2 separate regions of the Hordeum vulgare genome follow, and region 2 is linked to region 1. Evidence: chromatin contacts called from public Hi-C data. All regions are on one chromosome and are shown on one strand. The core of a region is the stretch at or near the end of the contact, and the rest is flanking DNA. Distances in the headings are between cores, read along the strand shown.

Region 1 (6,434 bases), core at 1,167-3,666:
CCCACATGTCATTGTGTGTTTTGTGCAAATATACCAATCCAATATACAAAGGCTACCAAAGAAAAAATATGTTTGTTTTGGTAAACCTTCTTTTTTCTCTTGTTATAACAAGTTTTTAGCAATCCAATATACAAAGGCTATTGAAGATGCTCTTAGGATTGCAGCATAACAAGTATTTTTCTTTCTGTTTTGTTTTTACCACTTTCTATCTACAGGCTTCACTTTGGTTTTTCATTCATTTGTAAATAACCGTAAAATTATATTTGTTTTAAGGATCTTTGAAATGTGTAGATATTTTTAAGAAAATCGTTAAATTTTCTAGAAGTTTTATGATTTTTGTACTATCAAAAAATAAATTTAGATTTTAAATGTGATTTTATAAACATGAAAATTTATAAAATTGTGCATATGTTTTTTGATATATGTGTTTTAGAAAACTTTTTAAGGAAAACAAAACCAAAAAATAGAAAATAAAAAATAATAGAAAGATAAGAAATGGATAATAGCCAGTGGATAAAACAACAACAACACAAAAAAATCCGATCTAGAACCTTCATAATACAAAGGAAAAAACAGATCCGGAACCTTGCTAAAACTGGAATTTAACTGGGCCATACCGATACCTTGCTCACTCGCATTTGCGTGTCTTATAAATCCGAATTTAGTCTATATATATATATATATATATATATATATATATATATATATATATATATATATATATATATATATATATATATATATATATATATATATATATATTACCAATCGTAGTGTGGTTTCTGTCCGAAATAAAAATGACCGTTCGACGTCTGTAGCAATTATACACCTGTATTTGAACCGAACCGACAATCCAAACGCGCCCTCAGCATATTTTCGGGGCGAGCTACAAATAGGAATTACTGCAAAATCATCAGTAGCCTTTTTTAGACAAAGTCATCACTAGGTAGAGAGCTTCCGTGCAGGGCTCGCACACAAACAGACGGTCCATTACCAGGCCATGAGGAACGTAAAAAAAGTGTAACAAACAAAAAATAGTGAAGCTAGTTGGAATCGAGCCCGCGACCTTCCGCTGGATACTCGCGTAGCCAACGCAAATACATGGCTGGCTTCTAGTACTATGCGCGAAGGCAGATCCATGTTTGGGACTGCTTTGTTCCAGAAAATTCAGCTGCGTTCTAGAAAACGTAAGCCAAACGGGATAGCTTCATGATATACCGCTCTGTAAAAAAACTAGAATCTCGGGTCCAACTTCTTGTTTTTTGTGAAGCTTCCTAGGAAGTGCTTCATTAAATTATAGAAGCTGGAGTTGGAAGAAAATTACCCACCACTGTCATCAGTAAGTGGATACCCCTTCGTTTCTTATCTCTCATCCAATCAAATAGATCATTTTTACCAAATTTTCCATCCGTGAAGCTGGAGCTAAATGAGAGCCAAACATTCTCTTGAAATGGTTGCAACTTCTATATAAAACTGCTCTAAAGTGAATTTGGTGAAGCGGAGCTGATTTTGATGGACTACGTAAAAATTAATAATGTCTTCCTGAACAAATTTCGAAACTCAAACTAACTTTTAAAAGGTGAATAATTATTGAAACAAAAACAAAAATTTACTGATTTTATACATAAGATGAATGATTTTTAAATACACATTGACACTTTTGAGATATATGATAAACAATTTCGAAATACACAGTGAACTTTTTTGTGATATATGCTGAAAATTTTTTAAAATGTATTGACATTTTTGTAATATATGATGAACATTTTGAAAACAATATGAGTATATGTGTTGAACATTTTTTAATACACATTGAAGATTTTGTAATATGCGTTCAACAATTTCGAATACACACTGAACATTTTTGTAATATACGATGAATATTTTTGTAAAATATATGAATATATGCGTTGAACATTTTCTAATACATACTGAACATTTTTTAATATGCTTTGAGAATTTTGGAATACACAGTAAACATCTTTGTAACATACATTTAATTTTTTTGAAAACACAGTGTTTAAATATTCATCAACCAATTTCTATTATACAATGAAGATTTTTATAATGCATGCTCAAACTTTGTAAAATACTGTGAACATTTACTTAACATACTATGACCATTTGTATAACACAGAATATTTTGTATAATATAGGAAAAGTAAAATAACATAATATAGAAAGTAAAGAAGGAGAAGAAAATAAATGGAAACATAAAAAAGGAAAACAAAATAAAAAAGAAAAAGAAAAAGAAAACAAAAAGAAAAATAAAAAGAAAAGAAAAAAGGAAAAGAAAAATAAAATGACAGAAAAGAAACAGAGAGTAAAGAAGCAGCAAAGGACCAGCGAAACAACATTGGGCCGACGCATAAAAGGGCATCGCGAGGCGAAGCTTCAGAGGAGGTCCGCAATTTTAACGCATACGAGTGTCAAATAGGAATCGCCCACTAGGTAGTAGGGTGGCAGTTTCATTGGGCAGGCTGCTCATTGGGCTGGAAAGATTTTTGGTCCAGTTAAAGACTAAAATCCCAAATTCATCATTTTTTGAAGTTCAGCACGAAATGTTCCCATTCTGAACATTTTTCAGAATTTTGTAAAGCCGGTCCTGAGTTCGTATGATGGACATATATTTTTTGGTTATTTTAGTTTTGACTAAAATAGTTAGTTCAATTGTTGTGGATTTCTTTTTAGCGTGGAACTCTTTGAGGCTTGACGAAGGACCATCTCTAGTTTCGAGTAGCTAGATCCTATTCCCCTCGTAGGTCGGGGAATAGCGACAAATCGTCTACCCCTAGGCACCTTGTCATGTGCATGGGCCGCCCCATTCCGGGATTTTTCATACCAGTTTTATGAAAATCGGTGTGGCTAAATTTCGTGTTTTGATTTTTTTTTTAAAGTTGATCCAGAACGGGTATAACAACGCTGTCAATAACCCTGCTGATATGTTTGCACGCCTTATCGTAAAAAAATTAAGTATCGGACACAATGTGTGTTCACACCTATCGCCGGACACCTTGACGGTAGGGCTGTACAGGCTACCGTCAGCATATTTGGCGGTAGGGATACGTCGCGCTGACGTGGATAAGTTTTCTATCGTTAGGGACCTTGACGGTAGGCTGTTATACCCTATCGCCAACGACCCCGGTGGTAGGAAATAGTCAAATCTCATTTTTACAAAATAAGGTCAAATCTGGATCAAATTTTAGAAAAGGATCAAAACATAAAATTGTGTCCTGGATCAACTTTCAGAAAAGGATCAAAACACAAAATTATGTCGTTTGATTTACATGATGTTAGCTCGCCCATAAGAAATGATCATTTTCTTTACCGTTCTGCTGTCCCTTTCTGGACCCAAAGTTTATGTTGCCTTTCTCCGAAGGGAAGTACGTATGCAGTAGGGGTCGCTCACTTTGCCCTTATCTCAGTGTCTGCCCGAAAAGCCCGGCCTTTCTTGAAATGATGAATCCAAACTTTTCTCCGGCTAACCACTAGAGACAGCCTCTTGTGTTACACCAAAAGTCGATGTACAACTTGTACAATGCATAATGATGGCTAGGAAAAGTCCTGCAGCTTCAGATGGCCGTCCCTTATCCACCAATAGGGAGGATCCTGCCCACCGGAAGGTACTTTTTTGCTCATCTTGTTTCAAAAGGAATAACCTTAATCATCAGCTTAATAACAAATAACAAAGCCCTATCTTGGTAATATGCTCCCATCAACTTCCCTCCAGTGCAAGCTACATGCATTATTGCGAAAGACAATGCTGTCCCAACCACAGAAACCCAAACAAAATCTACTTGACTTGACACTGCCAAACCGTGCGCATTATCCACGGACAAAAGGTTGGAGTACCAACCAAGGGAAATGGCGTGTACTCCCTGATCGGAGGGAGCAGTAGTTTTCTCAAAGACACCTGAGTCCAGCATCCTATCTCGTTATCACGTCGGCCAGAACGAAGGGCGGTGTAAGGCTAACTTCAACTTACGATTTCAAATAGGGGACTGATATTGCGCCGGCGCGCCGGCTCAAACTTTCGGCCGGCCGCGCGCGAGCCGTAGGATCCACTAATCCCGCATCGTCCGCACCGTTGGATCCGCATGCAACATTTTTCCCCTATGCAGCAAAATTTTAATGTGATGCAACAATTTTTTCAACGGTTGCAACAAAAAACAAAATTTGTAGCAAAAAAATTATCTAGAAGCAAAAAAACGAAGCTGATGGTGCGTGCTAGCAAAAGTCAAACGTCGGTTGTAGCAAATATTTACGTGACGTGTATGCAACTTTTTTAATGAACGGTTACAGCAAAACATGATGCCGCTTGTAGCAAAAATTAACACGGTTGTAGCAAAAGTAAAAAAACATCGATTGTAACGAAAAATCCGACGAACTCGAGTTGCAACCAAACGTATATGCAGTTTTTTTACTGGGGCAAAAAATAGTAAAAAAACGCTTGCAGCAAATATGAAGCTGGTTGCAACATATTTAGACGAAAAATGTTGCATCCACTGACAAGCGAAGCACGCGGATGACAAAAATGTTGTATGGGTCCACGCGCGCGAGGGGGCGACCGGCGCATCGGTTCGGCCTGCGCGCGGGTGGGAAACGATTCCCTTTCAAATATATATCCATTTTATCTAGACTAGCAAAATGGCCCGCGCGTTGCCACGGAAGAAAAAAACATAATCTTCAATGATGGTGATCACATTGTGTTCATATATCATCGATTGATTTAGAAATTTTGTGCCCAAACGCAAGAAAACGTTTCTTCTTTTAAATTTATTTACAAGTTGAAGCAATCTTTACATTTTAAAAAAATATATATCATGGTTGTCAAAAATCTTGGTAACTCAAAGTTTTATTCTGAATTTCAAGAATTTTTTTAAAAAAACATACAATAATAATTCGATCCATCCAACAGTTAATTCTTCAAAATTCACACAGGTATATTGTTACAAAGACTTAGAAGCATTAATATTTAACTACATACATTAGATCTTTCGTGAACATTTTTACAAATATGGGAACGATTTTAAAATCGAGAACATTTTTTACAATTTACAAACATTTACTAAAAATTGAATATTTTTATATTTCGAACGGGTTTAAATATTTTCTTTTGAATTGACCACCAATTCAAGAAAAGACGAACATAATTTTTGATGTTGGAGGATTTTATTTTAAATTCACAAACATTTTTTGAAATGCATGAAGTTTTTCTGAATAAACAAATATTTTTGTAAATCAGTAATGTATTTATTAAATTCATGGACATTGTTTTGGAATTTGCAAAAAAATATAAAAATTCGGCGCTTTTTTTGAATCCTATTTTTAATTCAAAATAAAAATTCTTCAGCATTTTAATCCAAATTCCTATTTTTTAATATGCAAAAGTTTTTGTAATTCTAAATTATTTAAATTATAAATAAACAAAAATTGAACGGAAAATTTTAAATAAAATAAAGAAACTATCAAAACATGCATTAGCTATTTTTAAAATTTTAGGACATATTTTGAATAAGAAAGCATTTTGTTAAATGCATTTAATACTTTTTAGTACATGGAATTGTATTTGAGATCATGGACTATTCTTATTGTACAAACATTTTTATAAAATTGCAAACATTTTATTGTATATGCGAGCAATTTTTTACAAAACTCCGAACAGTTTTTGAAGTCACAAACATTTTAATTTTTTAAATATATTGATTTATAATTTTCAGTTTATTAAAATTTTAAAGATTATTTAAAGTTTTAAATTATTTAAAATAAAAAAATAAAACGGAACTGAAAATAAATAAACGGAACTAAAAGCAGGCGCCTGTGCATGGGCCGGCCCATATGGTGTGCTGGATATTCTCCCAGCATGCAGAGCGTAATATAGGAGGTTTTTACATGGACCAGCCCAGTTTAAAAAATTTCGCTTTATGAAACGTTTTCTATTACTTACTGGTGGCATGGTGGGTAATTTATGCAAACTTTAGAGGTAATTTTCAAGACGGACGACCAGAAACCGAATTTGCTTTATTATTAGGGAGAGATTTTGTTCGTTTCGGTATATGGTATTAGGGCGCCGGCCGTCTGGATGCGCCGGTCGTGCATCTTACCTGCTCATGCATCTGGTCCGCCACGGCTGGTGGCCCTATGTAAACTATGCCTATTCTAAATAGTTTTAATAACTAAATAAATTAAACATTGCAAATAGTTTTACAAACAAATAGTTTGAGGTCCAAAACAAAAACACAATCAAATTTATTTTTATACAACTCAATCAAAATTGTCTTGAATACATGGAAAGCAAATGATACTAGTTGTTAATGTGAGTTCACATGTGTTTGATCAAGTCATTCTCAAGCTGCATATGGGTACATCCATCACGCATTTCACAATAAAATTGAACAAAGTGTTCAAACGTTGAAAGTTCTAGGTGCTTAGGC
Region 2 (6,417 bases), core at 1,975-4,474, 890 kb before region 1:
TGATTGAGTTCAGGACATCGTGATTACAATCAATGAATTGAGATTTTCCATTTTGACAGCTCTGCCAGAAACCTTACTAAGAGCCCTAGGACACACTGCTCATCAAAACTACACTCATTTGAATTGATGGTAAACCAAATGGTTGAACAGATGATGCATTTCAAGCATCGGTTTTGGAACGTTGCTGATCGTGTTCAGTAAATCGTGACGTGCATACCATCTCCATCAATGAACTGAGATTATCATATGAAGATCCACCCTTTTCGATAGCTCTGCCACAGACCTCTTTCCACTGAAGGGCACGCCTCCTTATTGCCTTGGTATCGGCTTCATCGCAGGCCATGAGCCTCTTAACTGCCCTTGCAATGTCCTGACTCCCAATCAGGCCATCCTTATCGGCCCATTTCCGCAGGGCCAGTCCAACCTTCCAGTCTTGAACAATTAGACGACCATTAATGGGTTGATCAAAGAACAGTGGTAGAGCAAGCATAGGCACACCAGCAAAGACAGCTTCAAGCGTCGAGTTCATTCCACAATGTGTCAGGAAGCCTCCAACAGAAGGATGGCACAGAACCTTCAACTGATCACACCACGCCACTATCATGCCCCTGTCGGTGTCGCCGACAAGTTCTCGCACCCGGGAAGCCTTTTCACGGAGAATCCATAAGAACCTGAAACCGCTTAATGCCAGGCCCAATGCAATCTCATCAAGCTGGGAGGCTGACACAGAGAGGAAGCTGCCGAGGGAGACGTATAGCACTGAGTTCGCAGGCTGAGAGTCCAACCAGGTGAAGCAGTCTCCTGGACTGGTGGTAACTTCTCCATTGCACTTGGAATGCTGGTCTTCCAGGGCCATGTGGGGAATACAGGGCCCAACTGGGAGAACAGGACATGGGAGTGCTGATCTTAGGGAGTTGATGACACCGGCTTCGAGCTCGTACATAGTGGTGAATAGGAGGCATTGCGCGCTCTTAATGCTAGAGACAGCTGCTAGTACATGGTTTACTGTTCTCTTGTTGTGAATTAAGGGCTCCAGATCAGATAAGGTTACTGAACTTGAAGCAAAGCCTGAAATATAGTGCTCAACTCTCTGATCAGATTTATCTGCATAAAAGAAAGGATGACTGAGCAATGCTGCAAGCTGCCATGTTTATTATTGAGATGAACAAACTATATCCACTATAATAATGACTATAAAAAAGTAACACATATGGTATACCAATTTCTCAAGCTTGATCTATGCTCAGTTCTGGCTATTTGGGACTGTCTATAACAAAAAACCTGCATGTAGAATATGATAGCATGTGCTACAAACAAATAGACAGGCAGATTTTTTCACGATTTTGACCCATGGGATGAAAGTATTGCACGGAATGAACTCTGATTGAAACCATTTCACGATCTGACCTTTTTTTAAACGCCAGAGCCCGTGGCGTTGCAGACGCACATAGAAACGCCAGTCTAATGTGGCGTTGCAAACCCACTCAAACGCCAGTCTAATGTGGCGTTGCAGACCCACTCAAACGCCAGTCTAATGTGGCGTTGCAGGCCACGCGTGAAACGCCATGGTCCATGGCGTTTCAGCAGTACACATGTTGCTGGCAGCATGCCGTGGGCTGGCTGGATGTCGTCGCTGCGTTCCATAGTGGGTCTGCAACGCCAGCACTGTTGGCGTTTCACAATGGGCCTGCAACGCCACATTAGACTGGCGTTGCAAGAAAGAAAAAACGTCACGGTAGACAGGCGTGTCACTGTTGGGCAGCAACGCCAGCACTGTTGGCGTTTCACAGTGGGTCTGCAACGCCACTTTAGACTGGCGTTGCAAAAAAAAAAAACGCCACGGTAGACAGGCGTGTCACTGTAGGGCAGCAACGCCATGATAGACAGGCATTGCATAGTGGGGCAGCAACGCCACGGCTTGTGGCGTTTCTAAAAGGGTCAGATCGTGAAATGCTTTCAAATCTGGTTCATTTTGTGCTCATGTTTAGAAAAAAGGTTAAAACAGTGAAAAAATCCTAGACAGGCCCACTTCAAAGTTACATGTGATCATTTGCATAAAGGTTTTCATGTTTGGCAAGGCAATGTTTATTGGCCACGCTCCGCGTCAGTCGGTCCTTTGCACATGCAGCTGCCTACACCGTATCCTGTCACTTGAAATACGTCGGGATGTGCACATAAATAATGGAGCAGTCAAACAATGGCACTTGAATCAGTGAAATGTTATATATTTTTGGCAGAGTTATCAAGGACCCTAGTTCATGAACATTAACATGTAAATCAGATAGTACATTCAAACGCAACACATGATAGATGCAACAGCCAATAAATGGAATGAAATGTTGTTTGGTTCCTCAATCTGTAACGCTGATGGTTCAGCAATCGGGAGCATCATTATCCTATCAGTAGCGTTAATGGTCCAGTAATCAGGAGCGTTATCAGCATATCAGAAATGCTTGGACCCCTTTTTCCTTTTTTTTTTCTTGAAAAATTCTTGGAGGAGGAACCTGACCTGCGGTAGCACCGGCGGCCGCGGCGTGCTCCCCGACGAGGCACGGCGGGAGGGAGTCGAAGTGGTAGTAGGCGGCGAAGAAGGAGGCGGGCATGGGGAAGAGCGAGCAGACCGGGACGCCCCTCCGGTCGCCGACGCCCACGACCCAGGACACGTAGCTGTCGGCCAGGAGCGCCGCGACCTCCCCCTCCTCTTCCCGGAGACGGTCGAGAAGGCGCTCGAAGGGCGCCTCCATCTCGGCGGCGACGGCGTCGAGGAAGCCCGCGTGGTCGGACGCCCGGCCGTGCTCGGAGGGGATGACGTTGGGGATAGCGCGCAGGCGGACGCCGGGCGGCGGCGGGGCGGAGGTGCGGAGCAGGCCGAGCCACTCCTCGGTGACGACGAAGGTGACCGCGGCGCCGCGCGCGGCGAGGAGGTGGGACAGGTTCATCATGGAGTTGACGTGGCCCCGGCCGGGGAACGGCACCGCCACAATGTGGCAGCGGCACGGCTCATCCGCGACGGCGGCCATCTGGTGGCGAGTGTGTGCCTGTGTGGCTCTGTTTGCCGCGGCTGCAGAGGATGTTGTCGAGTGTGCTGAGCGCGCCGTGCGGTCTGCGGTGAGTCTGTGCTCGTGTTTAACCGCCAACTTGGGCCGGGAGGAATCTCTTCTCTGCCCACATGTCACAATTTTTTTCCTTTTCTTTTCACCGGTCCGCATCTCTAGCGTGGTGTTAGGTCATGTACAGCCATAACCCTTCTATCCATCTCAAACCCCACGCAAATTGACCGGCCACTCATTGTTCGTAAAAAAAAAATTCAATCGAACCGACACCCTTTCATATGGAGTTTAAATATGGTGTGGATATAAAGGAGCCCGGGTGCGATCGGACGCGTCCGTCACGTGGCCTAACGACATGGCCTTACATGGACTCGTTCTGAAACCCAAAGGTCTGACTGGCGCCTCGTTCGTTGTCACGGTATGAACGTTGTGTGACGTCGCTCTGGCTCTCCGCCCGAGGCCATAGCCGACCATTTAAGTCGGCCGACGTCCCCCAGTCCTAGCACATCCACCTCCTGATAGGGATATGTATCTAGGATAAGGCCATAGGCCTCACCTATAGGCCCTACCCAAGTGCACAACATTAAGGACTTAAAGATTTCAAGGAAGATTTCGACTGACTCGCTATGAGTCACTCGGTAGAGCATCCATTTAGAGATTTTCCACTCGGCAGAAGACTTCCACTAGAAAGAATATGAAGCCAGTCGACCGCAGAAGTTCAGAAGTCACTCGAGGGAGGCCAAGGGCAGGCATTCGGCTGGTCATCATAAGTAACATTTATTACGTACGTTATCAGTAACGCACACCTTTGTCTTCATTACTCGAACCCTTGGTCGTGTGGGACTTGATGAGGGGTAGCACACCCTATATAAGCCACCCCTCCCCTCTGGCACAAGGGTTCGCACCCACTGAGATGTAGGGTTGTTACCTCCACGAGAGGGGCCTGAACTCATACATCGTGCGTACAAGCTTGCCGTAGCTAGGACTCTGCCCTCCCCTTTCATATCCCTCACCTCCACTGTCAGGTTCATTCACACGACAGTTGGCGCCCACCGTGGTGCAGACGTCTAAGCAACTTCCGGCAAGTTTGCAATTTTCATTTTCCGTCATGTATTCCGGCGGCGATTCGTTCTTGGGCCGCGAGATCCGTTTTGGCGTGCTCGTCTTCGTTGCCGATGACTCAGCGTGGCTTCAGGAGGCGCCTCTCGACGTTGAGGCGCTCCCGATCCGCTAGGCAACGCACCTCCGTGCAAGTTCTTGCGGCGTTCTCCTTCGGCAACCATCGACCCCGGTGTCGACTGTTCGCCCCGCTGCTCGTCGCCACAAGCGATCCGGTCGCTCGCGACTCCAGCGATGGGTGAAACACGCGGTGGCTCGCAAGGCATCGTCTCCGCAGATTGCGGCAATCGAGCCCGCCGAATCACTTTGCGGTGCGTTCGACTCGGTGTTAGATCAGTTTGATGTTCCTTCCGAGTGCGAGAGTTGTGATCCTGCAACGGAGGTCTTCATGGCGGGTTCTATGGAGAGCCCGCCTGGGTTCGGTCGCACCGGGCGTGAGGCTAGAGAACCGTCGAGTGGACACGCCCGCCAAGGTCCTCGAGCTTCCAGTCGGCGTCAACAACAATTGTTTCCGAGTGGACCACAAAACAATGTCGAGGTATGCGACCCCGTAATTGTCGACCCATACAAGCTGCCTGGACGCTCTGTTCAGGAACACGACATCCTATTTACATGCTTGGGGGCAACGAAAGATGGGGATGTGAAGTTGCTTATGAGGGTGGCAAACTGGGTGATCCTTAGACTGGACATTGCGCAGGAGCGGCGTGTCCTTGAGAGGCCCGAACTGTGGCTACGACGTACCTTCAAGCTTGCTCTGCTAGGTCTGGTCGCCCTGGAACACACCATCGACCGCCAAAGGTCTCGATTGAGATGGCTATAGGAAGGCAACGCGAACACGAAGCTGTTTCAAGCACTCGCTAATGGCCGCAGGTCCAAGAACTTCATCACACACGTCAAATGCGACGACGTGATTATCACGAACCAAAAGCTAAAAGAAGAGGCCTTCTTCGAGGCCTATGACAACCTCTTCGGCAATGAACAGGGAAGAAGGCATACCCTTGACCTATAGTTTTGGGGCATATAGTCACACATCTTGAGCGACCTCGAAGAGATGATCTCGGAGGAGGAGGTTTGGGGAGTGATCAAGGAGCGACCTCGAAGAGATGATCAGGGGCTGCGGGTCCGGGAGGCTTCATTGGTGCATTCTATCAGAGAGCATGGCCCATCATCAAGAGCGATGTGATGGCGGTCATCCTCAAGCTACATGGTGGCGACGGCCGCAGATTTACGAAGCTAAACCAGGCGCACATTGTCCTTATCCCCAAGAAGCCAGATGCTGAAGAGATTGGTGACTACCACCCCATAAGCTTACCTCACAACATCCCAAAGCTGTTTGCAAAGGTGTTGGAAAACCGGCTACGGAGGCGCATGAAGGAGATCGTTGGAAACAACCAACCAGCTTTCATCAAGGGAAGACACATACACGACAACTTCCTGCTAGTTCGGCATGTGGCGAGGAGAATACACGCGCGAAAAGTACCTTGGGTGTTCCTCAAGCTTGACATCTCACGGGCGTTTGACTATCTATCTTGGCCTTTCCTATTTGAGGTCATGAATGCCAAGGGCTTGGGTGCTGGATGGAATAATTGGATAGCGATCTTGCTCCGGACCACGACGACCAAGGTCATAGTGAATGGAGTACCTAGCAAGAGCTTTGGACATGCGTGCGGCCTACCTCAAGGCGATCCCATCTCACCCCCGTTATTCGTCATAGCAATGGATGTGCTATCAGCATTGGTGAACAAGGCCCTGGAGCTGGGAGTGCCCAGCAACTTCTCGGGGATAACAGATATGCAGAGAATTTCGGTATACGCGGACGATGTGGCACTGTTCATCAAGCCATCTACTCAGGACTTGAACTTGGTCAAAGCCACCCTTGATGCTTGGCTATGGGTCAACTACGAGAAGTCTTCTACGATCATGATCAGAGGGGAGCCGGAGGACCAAATGAGGGTGTCCGCCTTGCTTCATTGTGACCTCGCGGAGTTCCCTTGCAAGTATCTTGGACCCCCGCTTGCCACCAAGAACCTGACCAGGGTTGGCTGGCAACCTCTTCTCGATCAGGTGAGGAACTGTGTTCCGGCTTGGCAAAGAGGTTTGATTCAGCGGCCCGGACGGCTAATACTGGGGCAATCTATCATTTCCGCGATACCTATACATCATCTAATGGTAATGGACGCGCGTGTCTGGGTGCTCGAGGAAATCAACAAGTGGATGTGATCCTTCTTCTGGGCGGGCAAGGACAAGG

Evidence for each region. Hi-C and Micro-C count contacts between places; a contact is called where the count stands out from the background.
Region 2: a contact with region 1 is called in a Hi-C map of leaf, with 6 times the contacts expected there. The contact joins the promoter of LOC123444638 here to the enhancer-like site in region 1. A contact is called at or near these places in 2 of 6 Hi-C or Micro-C datasets (leaf and seedling).

Annotation. Positions count from the first base shown.
Region 1 is chr3H:519,196,388-519,202,821 of MorexV3_pseudomolecules_assembly, reverse strand. No RefSeq gene overlaps it. Among protein-coding and RNA genes, the nearest start is that of LOC123441954, 26 kb to the left of the region's middle. Within about 2 kb of position 2,416, at least 2 of the 3 cell types and tissues checked have open chromatin away from gene starts, as enhancers often do. A contact at or near this core is called in leaf and seedling, where this site is marked.
Region 2 is chr3H:520,092,149-520,098,565 of MorexV3_pseudomolecules_assembly, reverse strand. LOC123444638 (UDP-glycosyltransferase 87A2-like) reads right to left here and starts at 3,224. Exons shown (of 2, transcript XM_045121425.1): 1 at 2,510-3,224; 2 at 1-1,104. The coding sequence starts at 3,209. The coding sequence ends at 161.